4 separate regions of the Zea mays genome follow, and all the other regions are linked to region 4. Evidence: chromatin contacts called from public Hi-C data. All regions are on one chromosome and are shown on one strand. The core of a region is the stretch at or near the end of the contact, and the rest is flanking DNA. Distances in the headings are between cores, read along the strand shown. Region 1 overlaps LOC103637892 (STOREKEEPER protein). Region 2 holds the start of LOC100284127 (peroxisomal multifunctional enzyme type 2). Region 3 holds the start of LOC103637889 (bZIP transcription factor 46). Region 4 holds the start of LOC100281443 (GTP binding protein).

What was found. A called contact is a pair of places that touch in the nucleus more often than the background predicts.
Region 1: a contact with region 4 is called in a Hi-C map of endosperm, with 2.4 times the contacts expected there. The contact joins the enhancer-like site here to the promoter of LOC100281443 in region 4. A contact is called at or near these places in 3 of 25 Hi-C or Micro-C datasets (ear, endosperm and tassel).
Region 2: a contact with region 4 is called in a Hi-C map of ear, with 2.8 times the contacts expected there. The contact joins the promoter of LOC100284127 here to the promoter of LOC100281443 in region 4. A contact is called at or near these places in 2 of 25 Hi-C or Micro-C datasets (ear and tassel).
Region 3: a Hi-C map of ear shows a contact between it and region 4, with 2.9 times the contacts expected there. The contact joins the promoter of LOC103637889 here to the promoter of LOC100281443 in region 4. A contact is called at or near these places in 7 of 25 Hi-C or Micro-C datasets (bundle sheath, ear, leaf and 2 more).

Annotation. Positions count from the first base shown.
Region 1 is chr9:9,794,625-9,797,324 of Zm-B73-REFERENCE-NAM-5.0, reverse strand. LOC103637892 (STOREKEEPER protein) reads left to right here. Exons shown (of 2, transcript XM_008660910.4): 2 at 264-589. Among protein-coding and RNA genes, the nearest start is that of LOC103637892, 9.9 kb to the left of the region's middle. Within about 2 kb of position 1,319, at least 8 of the 20 cell types and tissues checked have an H3K27ac peak or open chromatin away from gene starts, as enhancers often do. A contact at or near this core is called in endosperm, where this site is marked.
Region 2 is chr9:9,426,079-9,428,778 of Zm-B73-REFERENCE-NAM-5.0, reverse strand. LOC100284127 (peroxisomal multifunctional enzyme type 2) reads left to right here and starts at 1,278. Exons shown (of 4, transcript NM_001157024.2): 1 at 1,278-1,585; 2 at 1,687-1,747; 3 at 1,839-1,938; 4 at 2,040-2,260. The coding sequence starts at 1,460. The coding sequence ends at 2,121.
Region 3 is chr9:9,482,556-9,485,255 of Zm-B73-REFERENCE-NAM-5.0, reverse strand. It overlaps LOC103637889 (bZIP transcription factor 46), which reads left to right and starts at 1,405. Exons shown (of 4, transcript XM_008660908.4): 1 at 1,405-2,434. The coding sequence starts at 1,562. LOC111590174 (protein MAIN-LIKE 1-like) reads left to right here. Exons shown (of 3, transcript XM_023301105.2): 2 at 1-107; 3 at 179-607. The coding sequence ends at 575. LOC111590157 (formin-like protein 5) reads left to right here. Exons shown (of 4, transcript XM_023301079.1): 4 at 222-312.
Region 4 is chr9:9,661,144-9,663,843 of Zm-B73-REFERENCE-NAM-5.0, reverse strand. LOC100281443 (GTP binding protein) reads right to left here and starts at 1,442. Exons shown (of 1, transcript NM_001154361.2): 1 at 1-1,442. The coding sequence starts at 1,152.

The DNA.
Region 1 (2,700 bases), core at 70-2,569, 130 kb before region 4:
CCATTTGAATATTGCAAGTTGTGACAAGCACAGTGCATGTTGTGCTCTTAGTTATGTTATGCTTTTTTAAGAGCCTAATTAAGATCTTTCAGCTCATTTTAGTACTCTCTACTGACATTTTTATTTTCTGCTACCGAATGTAGTGAAAGCAACTCTTTCAAAACCTGTATTCAGATAGTCCTAGTTATACCTTTGGAATATTTGCATAGTTTTGATTGTAAGGAAACTGTTTATCTGCTACTAAAGCTGAATTTCTTTTGCAGATGCAGTTGATGGAGTACATAGCTGGATACATAGGTGGGATGTTATTTTGTAGGCTGATCAACGCGACCTCTTGGTTGCTGACTGACAAACCTAACACGGTGTGAGGTGATGTAGGGGGGTTTGCACGAATCAGTGGTCTCAATTTATGTCTAGTTCTTGAACTATTCAATGATTGTCTAAGTCGCTTAGGTCTGGAGATGTTCATTTCACTAATGTATCAGCTTGGTCTGTGATCAGACAGCCTTCATACTAACGCTACATTTTCTGTAAATCATTCGCCAAGTATTATTGCGATGATGATGATGCTGTGTTTCAGAATGGTCAACGAGGCCGACTGTTTAACTGAGCTGAATGTTATTTGAGCAAGTACATGACGATTGGTGCCGACACCGTCGCCACCACCGTTGGAGAAGCGCAAGAGAAAATCAACCATCTTGTGTTTACAGGTTCGTTGAGCAGCTAAAGGAGTTGGAAGAGCCAGATGCCGGCTTCCTTGTGCCGGGTGCCTCGATCGGGGGATCTGTTTTCGTGCAGAGACATGTGTGCATTCCTCTGTGGCTGCAGCCAGTGGAGAATTCTTGCTCTTGAAGGGTGTTTATTTCTAGGCACTAATTTTTTGTCCTTCCATTTGATTTCATTTTAGTTTTTAAATTATTAAATATAGAAACTAAAAGAAAATTTTAGTTTTTATATTTAGCAATTTAGTGACTAAAATAAAATAAAATAGAGGGACTAAAAATTAGTCTCTAGAAACCAAACATCCTACAATCAGGGTCCAGTATAATATCTTGAGCAATTTTCTGACCAAATAGAGCAGACAGATGAGGCTATAATCCCATGTGAAATAATTTGCGCCATAGATATCCGTAAATTCGAAGTGAACCGATGTATCAAGAGTCGTATCAGGTAAGGGTGCACTACTGTGTTCTTGCTCTAATACTATCCTTCAATCTGCAGTGACTGCTCGCTGCTGGATGGGTAGGCCGTAGGCTTCATGCGTGGCCAGATCTAAACCCCACATCTGTCGAATTGCAGCTTCGACTAAAATGTCAGATTTGTGATTAGGACGACTGAATTGAGGGCACTCGGTGGTGCATGCAGTGGCGCGGCAGCAGCAAAGGACTCGAAGCCTCCCTGTTGCCCAAGGACGCTCAGAGGGAGACGTCGCTCCTCTCTAGATCTCTCTCGCGCGCGTTTTCGATTAGGATGAATGAATAAACAAACGGGTCCCAGTGGCCTACATTGCACACTCGAGTGTTGCGAATTCACGATCACGTACTGCCAAAAGGCACACACAGACAACGACCACGCCTTGCTTGCCGTTGTTGCATTGCATTGGTGTATCCACTAGCAGCCGGCCGGGGCCCTCCGTTTGTGCGAGCGTACTTGTGACTTGTGAGGGAGACGACGAGTCAGCATTTTGCTTGCCATCGCCCATCGGTGTATCAGCTACTGTAGACTCCTTGCCATCAGCGTCGTTATACCCGTGTCATCAGCAGAGCAGCTGGCTAGCCATTGCACTCTCGCCATTGCACGTTGACGACAGCAGGGTGTGCCTCAAACTCAAAGCGCAGCTGGCTAGCTGTCTGAGATCTTTGGCTGCCCCCTCTGCTACGATTTCTTTTTCGCGAGAACGCTGGGCAAAGCCAGGTGGATCGATCCGGTCCATATGGTCTTGCAGCTTGCACGGCAAGATCATGGCGCATTGGACAGCGTGTTTACACTGTCGTCGTCTATGCCTCCTGAAAAAATAATCACGACAGACTAGCTAGTGCTAGTCACCGTGCCACTAGCTTAAAAAAGCTAGTGCATGGGCTTGTGGCCTGGTGATTAGTTTAGTTTAGTTTACCCACACGGCTTTACCACCGTCCAATTTGCATCGGTGGTAAGCAAGGACACAAACCTTCATCAGGGAATCCTAGGACTTACCAAATTGGACACAGGGAGGTTAGTTAGACCGACGACGACGACGACCTAGCTCCCAGATGTCAGGACACAGATTGCATTACCCTTGTATCTGAATCTGTTGCTCTGTCGCCAAGCTGAAACCAATCATCGATCAGCAAATTGTCATATTATGTTTTATTATGTTAAACGACCGAAGCAGTGGCGGATGATCTAGAGGGTGGTGGTCGACAGGGTATGTAGTAGGCCCCGGCTGGCCCACCCTCTGATTTTGATCATGATTCTGATTCTGATTTTGATTTATTTGGATCCCCATGCATGCATGGATTATTCAATTTTCCACGCTGTTTCTCGTGAGCAAATGGCGCGCCGTACGTGGTTGCCGGCACGTCATCGCCAATCTACGCGCACGCACGTCGTGGATGGAGCTCTCCCCCCCCCCCCCCCCCCCCCCCCCCCCCCCCCCCCTCCCTTTGCGCGCGCCAATCAGGGCCGGAGCTTTCCGGAGGTCAAACAGTAATAAGGAGATCC
Region 2 (2,700 bases), core at 29-2,528, 230 kb after region 4:
TCGCTACTGACCGGACATGAATTCTTGTGCGCTGGGACGATGGACGTTGCTAACGTTGTGTGAGTGTCCTCGGACATGATGTATGTAGTGGAGTAGCGCATCCGGTGGTGCAACGGCTAGGGGTACTACCTCGCTGATGAGCCCGAGGTGCACTTTGTTTGGCAGCCCAACCAAGAGTCATCGGTACTCGTCATGTCGCATGCGTTCGACGACTACTATATCGAGGATTGTGGCGTCATCTTGGCGCCGGAGGTGACGCAGAGGAGGATCGACAACAGTGACCAGTTCGTCATCCTCGCCACCGTCAGGGTAGCTTTTGTGCCGGTCTGTCTTTAATTCTCTTCGCAAACACACACACTTACCATTTTGTTTAAGCAAGAGCGTATGGTGGTGCGTGTCTGATGACTAACGATGTACGAGAGAATTTCTTTCATCATATGTGGAATGTGCTCTCCAATGATGAGACCATACAAATCGTGTCATATATCGAAGTCTGCATGATACTGATGGTTGCAATCTAGTGGTGAAACAATTAGATTAAAATAACAAAATTTATTTATGGCTAGGATCACAAATTGATTATGAAACATTTTCTCATAACAATATAACACACATTTTGTATATAAGTTATCGTAGTATGCTGGTATTATATATTCCCGTTGCAACGCACGGACACTCAGCTAGTATTAAATTAAAGAACTAAAATCATCCTCTTATACCTCTTACTTTACCTCGTTCATCCCTGACTCTCATTCTCTGATAAAGACATGTTTGGTTCTCGTGGCTAAAGTAAAATAGCTAAAGTTTAGAGACTAAAATTTAGCACACCCAGTTTAAATCATCTAACCGAAATAGTTACTAAAGCAATTAATATTGTTCATAAAGACCAAAATATCCGGCGCCAAAACAACTAGGTGTTGCATGGTCGCTAGTGGGGAGGGTACTAGGTGGAAAGGTGAAGATTTTAGCATACTTTAGCTTGACAAGGTGGTCTAACGGGGCTAAACTGTTTTAGCCCCTTTTTAGTCTTTGTGTTTGATACATTAGCCCTTAAACTAGCTAGATTTTAGCCTTTTTGCTTTAGCCTAGCAAAACCAAACGGACCTTAAATTTGTAAAATTGCTCAACTCGACGTTTTGATTGAAAGTTCTGCCGGTCGTTCTGATGTGCCAACAGCTAACCAGTAACCACCCGGATAGGGCCAGGGCATCCACCCGCCCCCAGCTAGATCCAGATCCAGATCCAGCAACCAGCATGGGCCGTGGCGTGGCGTGCTTGCAGCTGCAGTCCTGCACGTCTTGCCGCTTTGATTGCCTTCTCCTTCCCGCAACTACTCATCCTTTCCATCAAAACTGAGCAAACCCCTCATCCTATTCTCGCGCCCGGCGTCTCCCTTCTCCAACCTCCGTTTCTAATCCGCGCTGCTAATCCCACTCCCAGTCCCAGCTCGTCCGCTGAGATGGACAGTAGCAGCCTCAAATCCGCGCAGCTCCTGGAGCTGATGCGCCAGCACCTGGCCACCGATGCCGGCAAGGAGGTCACCAAGAAGGTCGGCCTCGTCTACCAGCTCAACATCGCCCCCAAGGTCCGGTTCCCTCCCTCCCCCTACCCCTAGATTGAGTGAAATTCTGGCCAGATCGACGGCCTTTCTGATCCCGTATTCCTGCGCGGTGTTCCGCGTTGCAGAAGATCGGCGTTGATGAGGAGATCTTCGTGGTCGACCTCAAGAAGGGCGAGGTCACCAAAGGTTCCTCCTTTACCGCCCTCCAACCTTATTTTTTTATATCTAGTTACCGTTGCCCGTATTGGAGTTCTGAAGCCTTGCTTATGATTCGCAGGGCCGTACCAGGGAAAGCCGGATGCCACTTTCTCCTTCACGGACAACGATTTCCTTGGAATCGCCACCGGCAAGACGAATCCGCAGATTGCATTCATTCGGTTAGGAGAACAAGACCAACCTTTGTTTTTTTCTCTCTCGTTGTACTTTAGAATTTTGTGTTGTAGTTTCTTCGAGGCTGATGGACTCTGTTGATGTGCAGAGGGGCGATTAAAATCAAGGGGAGCATCAGTGCGGCGCAGAAGTTCACCCCTGACATCTTCCCCAAGCCTGCTAAGCTGTAGAAGGTTAGATTGTGTATTACTTGGTCGAGGTGAATAATAATGTTTGCAAGCTTCAATTACTATGTACGAGATACAATGAGTGGAACATGAAAAGCACGTTCTCGGTGGGAATTTGGATATGGTTGAACTTCCACTTAAATCAAGCTCAATGTTCGTTTCTCATGATTACGTTATCTTCTTAAAATAGGATGAGTGGTATAATAATGCTTGTTGATGCCCCTTGAGTAGTTATATGTTGGCAATGGTAAATTGGCGATGCTCTTACTTTGGGCGGGATTATGCAAAGGTTTTAGCTTTATTGTGCCATGCTGCTTTGCATCTCACTGCTGAGAGTCAAATAAACGGGATGACATAATAACAGAGAGTCAAAACTGAGAGTGGCAAAATAGCAATTTTTCCTCGTCCTACTAAAGTAACATGTTTCTGTTATGGCCCTGGTCGTTGTTGATAGATAGGTTAGTACTTCATAACATTCAGGGGTGGATCCATAGGTTGGGGGGAAGGGGCAAAGGTGGCCATGGCCCTCCTTTATACCTAATGTTCATTTAATGTTAAGTATAGATAAAAAATAAAGTTTTA
Region 3 (2,700 bases), core at 156-2,655, 180 kb after region 4:
AGGTACACTAATTACCTCAGACGAGCAGGTCTAGATGTAATATCTTACCAGTTACGACGCGGGTTGCCTACTATTGATTCGGCGGCCATTACTGCACTTGTGGACAGGTATTGTTATGATTTTATAAAAATATTCTTGAATCATTGAGCTCTTTTACACTATTTTTTTAATTATGTAGGTGGCGTCCTGAGACACATAGTTTTCATCTTCCTTTTGGTGAGATGACAGTCACATTAGAGGATGCACAGAAGATACTTGGACTCAATGTTGGTGGCAGAGCAGTGACAGGCCAATGTGACTCTGACGGATGGAGGGCTAGAGTTGAGGCCTTTCTTGGTAGGGAGCTTCCTGCTGAGGGCGTTGAACGGACTGCTGGAGTAGGCATCACATGGCTCCGTCAGTCTTTTGGTGTGTGCCCTGCTGATGCTGATGAGGCTACAGTCCAGTTCTATTGTCGAGCTTGGATCTTGCACATGTTTGGTTGTGTCCTCTTCCCAGACGCCACAGGAGACTGCGCGTCTTGGATCTTGCACATGTTTTTCATCCTCTCTTTGTCCTCTGCATCCCACTTTTGAAGATTCTCCAGCCACTTCTTATCTTTCTCTGATATTTCGGTGTCAATCCACTGCTCAAAATCACATAGCGGTGGAGGAGTCTACAAAATGTGCAATTATTAGTACGCAAAAAAACATTTACAAAAACATTCACAAATGTAAACATATTACAAGACTATTCTCACCATTAAATTCATCCGACGTTGAACAACAGTTGGCTCAAATGCAAAGTTAGCACACATCCAATACCTCTGTCGATAGGTGTCATGATCTTCAGACTTATCGACCTTACAAGGATCACCACAAAAACACATAGGCACTGGAACACCACTTGGCAAAGGCAACGGGTCGAAGGCAGTTCCGGTCAAAGGACCCTTCCTAAATTTCCATAAACTCTATAACAATCAGAAATATAATAGACTCACAAAATAAGAGGCAGATCCAAAACTTACCTTTGTTTAGCATATTTACCACGCCTAGACATCTCTAGTTTAGAAGAATTGAAATGAGCACAGCAACAAGCCAGACGTAGGGTACTATTTATAGGCACGTACCTCGGCGCCATAGATCTTGGCGCCGAGGTAGGCGTCGTTGACCGGGCGCCTACCTCGGCGCCAAGATCTATGGCGCCGAGGTACGTGCCACGTCAATCCAGATCACACCGGCGTCTGACGTATAAGCGCCAATAGTATTGGCGCCGGCACACACAAGCTCGGCGCCAATGATGACGGCGCCGAGCTAAGGGTCCATTTTTTGAAATGAAACTGCCAGGGGCATAAATGTGGGAAAAAAACTCGAAAAGGGCCAAATTGCAAAAAAGTTGGACCTCCTGTCGCTTCTGCCGCTGCCCGGCTATAAAGTCGACTGCTCTGTTCACCGCCCCCTTTCCCTCTGCATCCGCCTCTGGTTTTTCAGAGCAGCAGTCCAGGCGCGGAATTGAATTCCGGTAGGATTTGAGAGCGGAGCGGAGCGGAGAGGAGAGGAGAAGAAGGCGGTAGGCGGGGAAGATGGAGATGCCGGCAGGGAGCGGGGCCCCAGCGCTGGCGCGGCAGGGCTCGGTCTACTCGCTCACGTTCGACGAGTTCCAGACCACGCTCGGCGGCGCCAGCAAGGACTTCGGCTCCATGAACATGGACGAGCTGCTGCGCAACATCTGGACAGCCGAGGAGTCTAACGCCATGGCTGCGGCCGCCCCGGCCACGGCCACGGCCACGGCGGCCGCATCCGTGGACGCGCACGCGCAGCAGCAGCAGCAGCAGCAGCACGGGGCGCCCATCCAGCGCCAGGGCTCCTTCACGCTGCCCCGCACACTCAGCCAGAAGACGGTCGACGAGGTCTGGCGCGAGATCGTGAGCCTCACCAGCGGCGAGGACGCGCAGCAGGTTGCGGCTCCCGCTCCCGCTCCCGCGCCCGAGCCCGAGCCCGCGCCCGCGCCCGCGCCGCTGCCGGCGCAGGCGCAGGCGCAGCAGACGCTGGGGTCCATGACTCTGGAGGAGTTCCTGGTACGCGCCGGCGTGGTTCGTGAGGACATGGGGGGGCACCAGACCCTCCTGCTGCAGCCGCACGCGCAGGGGCTTTTCTCCCAGGGGAATGCGGTCGCGCCGCAGACCCTGCAGCTGGGAAACGGGATGGTGGCCGGGGTCGTCGGGCAGGGCCTCGGAGGAGGGGTGACGGTGGCGGCTCCGACGACGCCGGTCGTGTTCAACGGGTTGGGAAAGGTGGAGGCGGGTGATCTGTCGTCGCTGTCGCCGGTGCCGTATCCGTTCGACACTGCGCTGAGGATGCGGAAGGGACCCACCGTCGAGAAGGTGGTGGAGAGGAGGCAGCGCCGCATGATCAAGAACAGGGAGTCGGCCGCCAGGTCGCGTGCGAGGAAGCAGGTGGAGCCTTTCTTCTTTCAGTGGATCTGCTATGCTGTCCGTTAACCATACTGCATCTTTGGCTTAATTATAGTAAAAACTTGTCGCAAATGGAACTCCATGGTGACTATATTTGGTATGCCTCTCGATTATGTTGTACTTTATTCACTTGATGTGATCTGCCACTTCCAGTTTAGCTCTTCGATGTTAATTTATTGCTAAGTAGCCTCTACAAATAGCAAGTTGCCATTGTATAATACTCTTATCTTCATCTAAAGAGGTATGCC
Region 4 (2,700 bases), core at 193-2,692:
GGCTCTGCAGTAAGCTCCAACTACCGCATTGCAAGTAGGCACCTCCATGGGGAACCCACTTTTCTTGTAATGCTCAAAGTACTTCAAAGCTTCATCAAGCCTCTCCTCCGAGCCAAGGCCATTGATAAGCATGCAGTAGACATGAGGACTTGGCATGCAACCACTTGCTTCCATCTCGTAGAACACCTTGATGGCCTCATCACATTTGCCAGACTTGCAGAAGGCGCTAATCAGCATCCCGTAGGCAACAACATCAGGCCTGATGCCAGCATCAATCATTTCTTGGTACATTGTTTTCACCATCAACAGATCTTTCTCATGGCCCCAACCTTCCATGAGGACAGTGTAGGTTTTCAAATCAGGTACAAACTTACCCTTCCTCTTCATCTCCTTATAGATGGCTTGCGCCTTCTTCACTTGTTTGGATTTGCTTAGCGTGTCAATCAGCCAGTTGTAATCTGATAACTCAGTTTTAAGCCCAAAAATGCTCATCTTCTCGAATGTCTCAACAGCCTCTTTGACCTTTCTAGCCCGAGCGTACCTTCGGACTATGAGCTTGAATGTGTCCTTAGATAGCAAGCCCCGGCACCGCATGGTCTCCACCAAGCTCCACACCAGCCTGAACTGCTTGATCTTTCCCAGCGCCTCAATCAGGTTGTGGAAGCCCTCAGCCGTGTAACTGAAGCCCTCCTGCCTCTCTGCCCAGCGGAAGAAGGCAAGTGCTAACATCCCAGCATTGCTCAAGTTCTTGAGCACTTCAGCTACCAGCTCTGGGGACACGGCCACCCCAAGCGCATCAAGTGTCGACGCGATCTTTGGTTCTGGCTGCGTGGATACAATACGACACACCATCTTAGCAGCCTCTGACATGCCCACAGGCGGGCCATCCCCAAAGGCGTCACCCGGTGTGACTGTGAATCGCAGTGGCTCTGCACTAGCGCGCTCATCCGTGGACTGCCGAGCCACGGTACAAAACTGTGAAACGTGTGTTCGGCCGAGCACCTGGCAGGCATGGCCAAACAGCGCGTGGCTTGGCAGTTTCGGTGGAGGCATTCCGTTGAACAGCCCTTGTGCGTCCGTGGCGAGCCCGCAGGGACCACTCCTCATGGAGGAGTTGAGCAGGGTGTAGACTGGGCGGGCAAGGCGATGCATCGAATCGTGGTTCTGATAGGAGGGTTTGAGGGACAAGTGATTTTGCAGTGACGTGGAAACTCTTCGGTAGAAGCAAGGTGGTCAGGGAAGTAAACTGAAAGGAGTCAGAAATACATTTCTGCCATGCGCGGGCTGAGGCGGGGGTGCGCCTTGCCGGCGCGGGCTGAGGCGAGGGCGCACCTGGCCGGAGCGGGCAGGGGCGGGAGTGCGCCTTGCCGACGCGGGCTGAGGCGAGGGCGCACCTGGCTGGCGCGGGCAGGCGCTGGGGGCGCGGCGGTGTGGGCGGGAGTGACGGCGTGACGCGGTGAGGGCGAGTTAGCCAACTAGCGGCTTAGCGCAGCGGGTTGGGTTGGCAGCCGATTCTTGCTGGGCCACAGCAGGCCAAATTCTGGGCACGTGGCTGGGCTGGCTGGGCCGGGCCGGGCCTCCGCCACTGCTTTCAAGATGGTTGATGAGACGAGGAAGTGTAAAATCGGTTCAAATTCCTGTACCGATGCTGTGATTCTTTAGTATCCTGTAAGATCGCAGAAAGAGGATGGGAGAATTAGTTTGGCACAAGAGGCGGCTTTGAAGTTGGAAGTGACAAGGAAAACAACTCTTCGTGGTTAAGAAATCCTTTTGTTGTTCATAAGAACAATGTAGCACCTGGAGAATTACAGTCACAGTGTCTCGGATACCAGTAGCTCCAGCCGAATTTTTTGTTTTTAACCCTTTTTTGACAAAAATTTACAAATAGACCCCCAGAAAACTTAAATGCATTTTTGGACCTGATACTCGGCGCCATAGGCTATGGCGCCGAGGTAACACAGCTCGGCGCCATAGCCTATGGCGCCGAGCTGTGACGTGGCACTAACGGCTCCTGCGGCTAGGGCTGACGTGGCGTCGACGCGGCGCCGTAGCTCGGCGCCACAGATCTTGGCGCCGAGCTACGGAGGCCTATAAAACGGCCGCGCTGCTGGCCGAGTAGACCACATCTCCCCTCAATTCAAAACTTCGTCAAAAGTTGTTGTATTCAAAGTTTCGAGTTGCAACACTTCGTAGACCAAGGTATGGTGTCTCACTGATTCATTTTGTATATTGGGTTGTAATTTTTCGATTATTAGTTTCCAATGTTGCTTATAAAATATAGAGTATCGTTAATATGATGAGTACATTTGATTTGATAGTTTGTGTAAACCGATTATAAAGTCTATTAGGTACAAGTGTTAATTATAATAGTTTCTTAGATGAAAGACATGTACCGGGAGGCGTTGTGGCAGAAGAGAGGTCGTCCTCGGGAGTTATATCCGGACGTATCTAGTAAGGATGCTCCTGTTCCTCCTGAACTTCCTGTGCCTAACTATGACTGTGGCAGACTGGCTTGGGTATGTTAATCGAAACATCCAGACACGGCTGCTCGCTGCTTCTACCTTTTTGGCGGTTTTAACGTACGTAGCTTATGACTTGTGACTTAATATTGTCCGATTTTTTGTTTACTAGATGTGCAATAATGCTTCGTTCCATTATTTTAGGAGCACCTGAGGTGTTTCTTTTTCCAGTGGATTGACG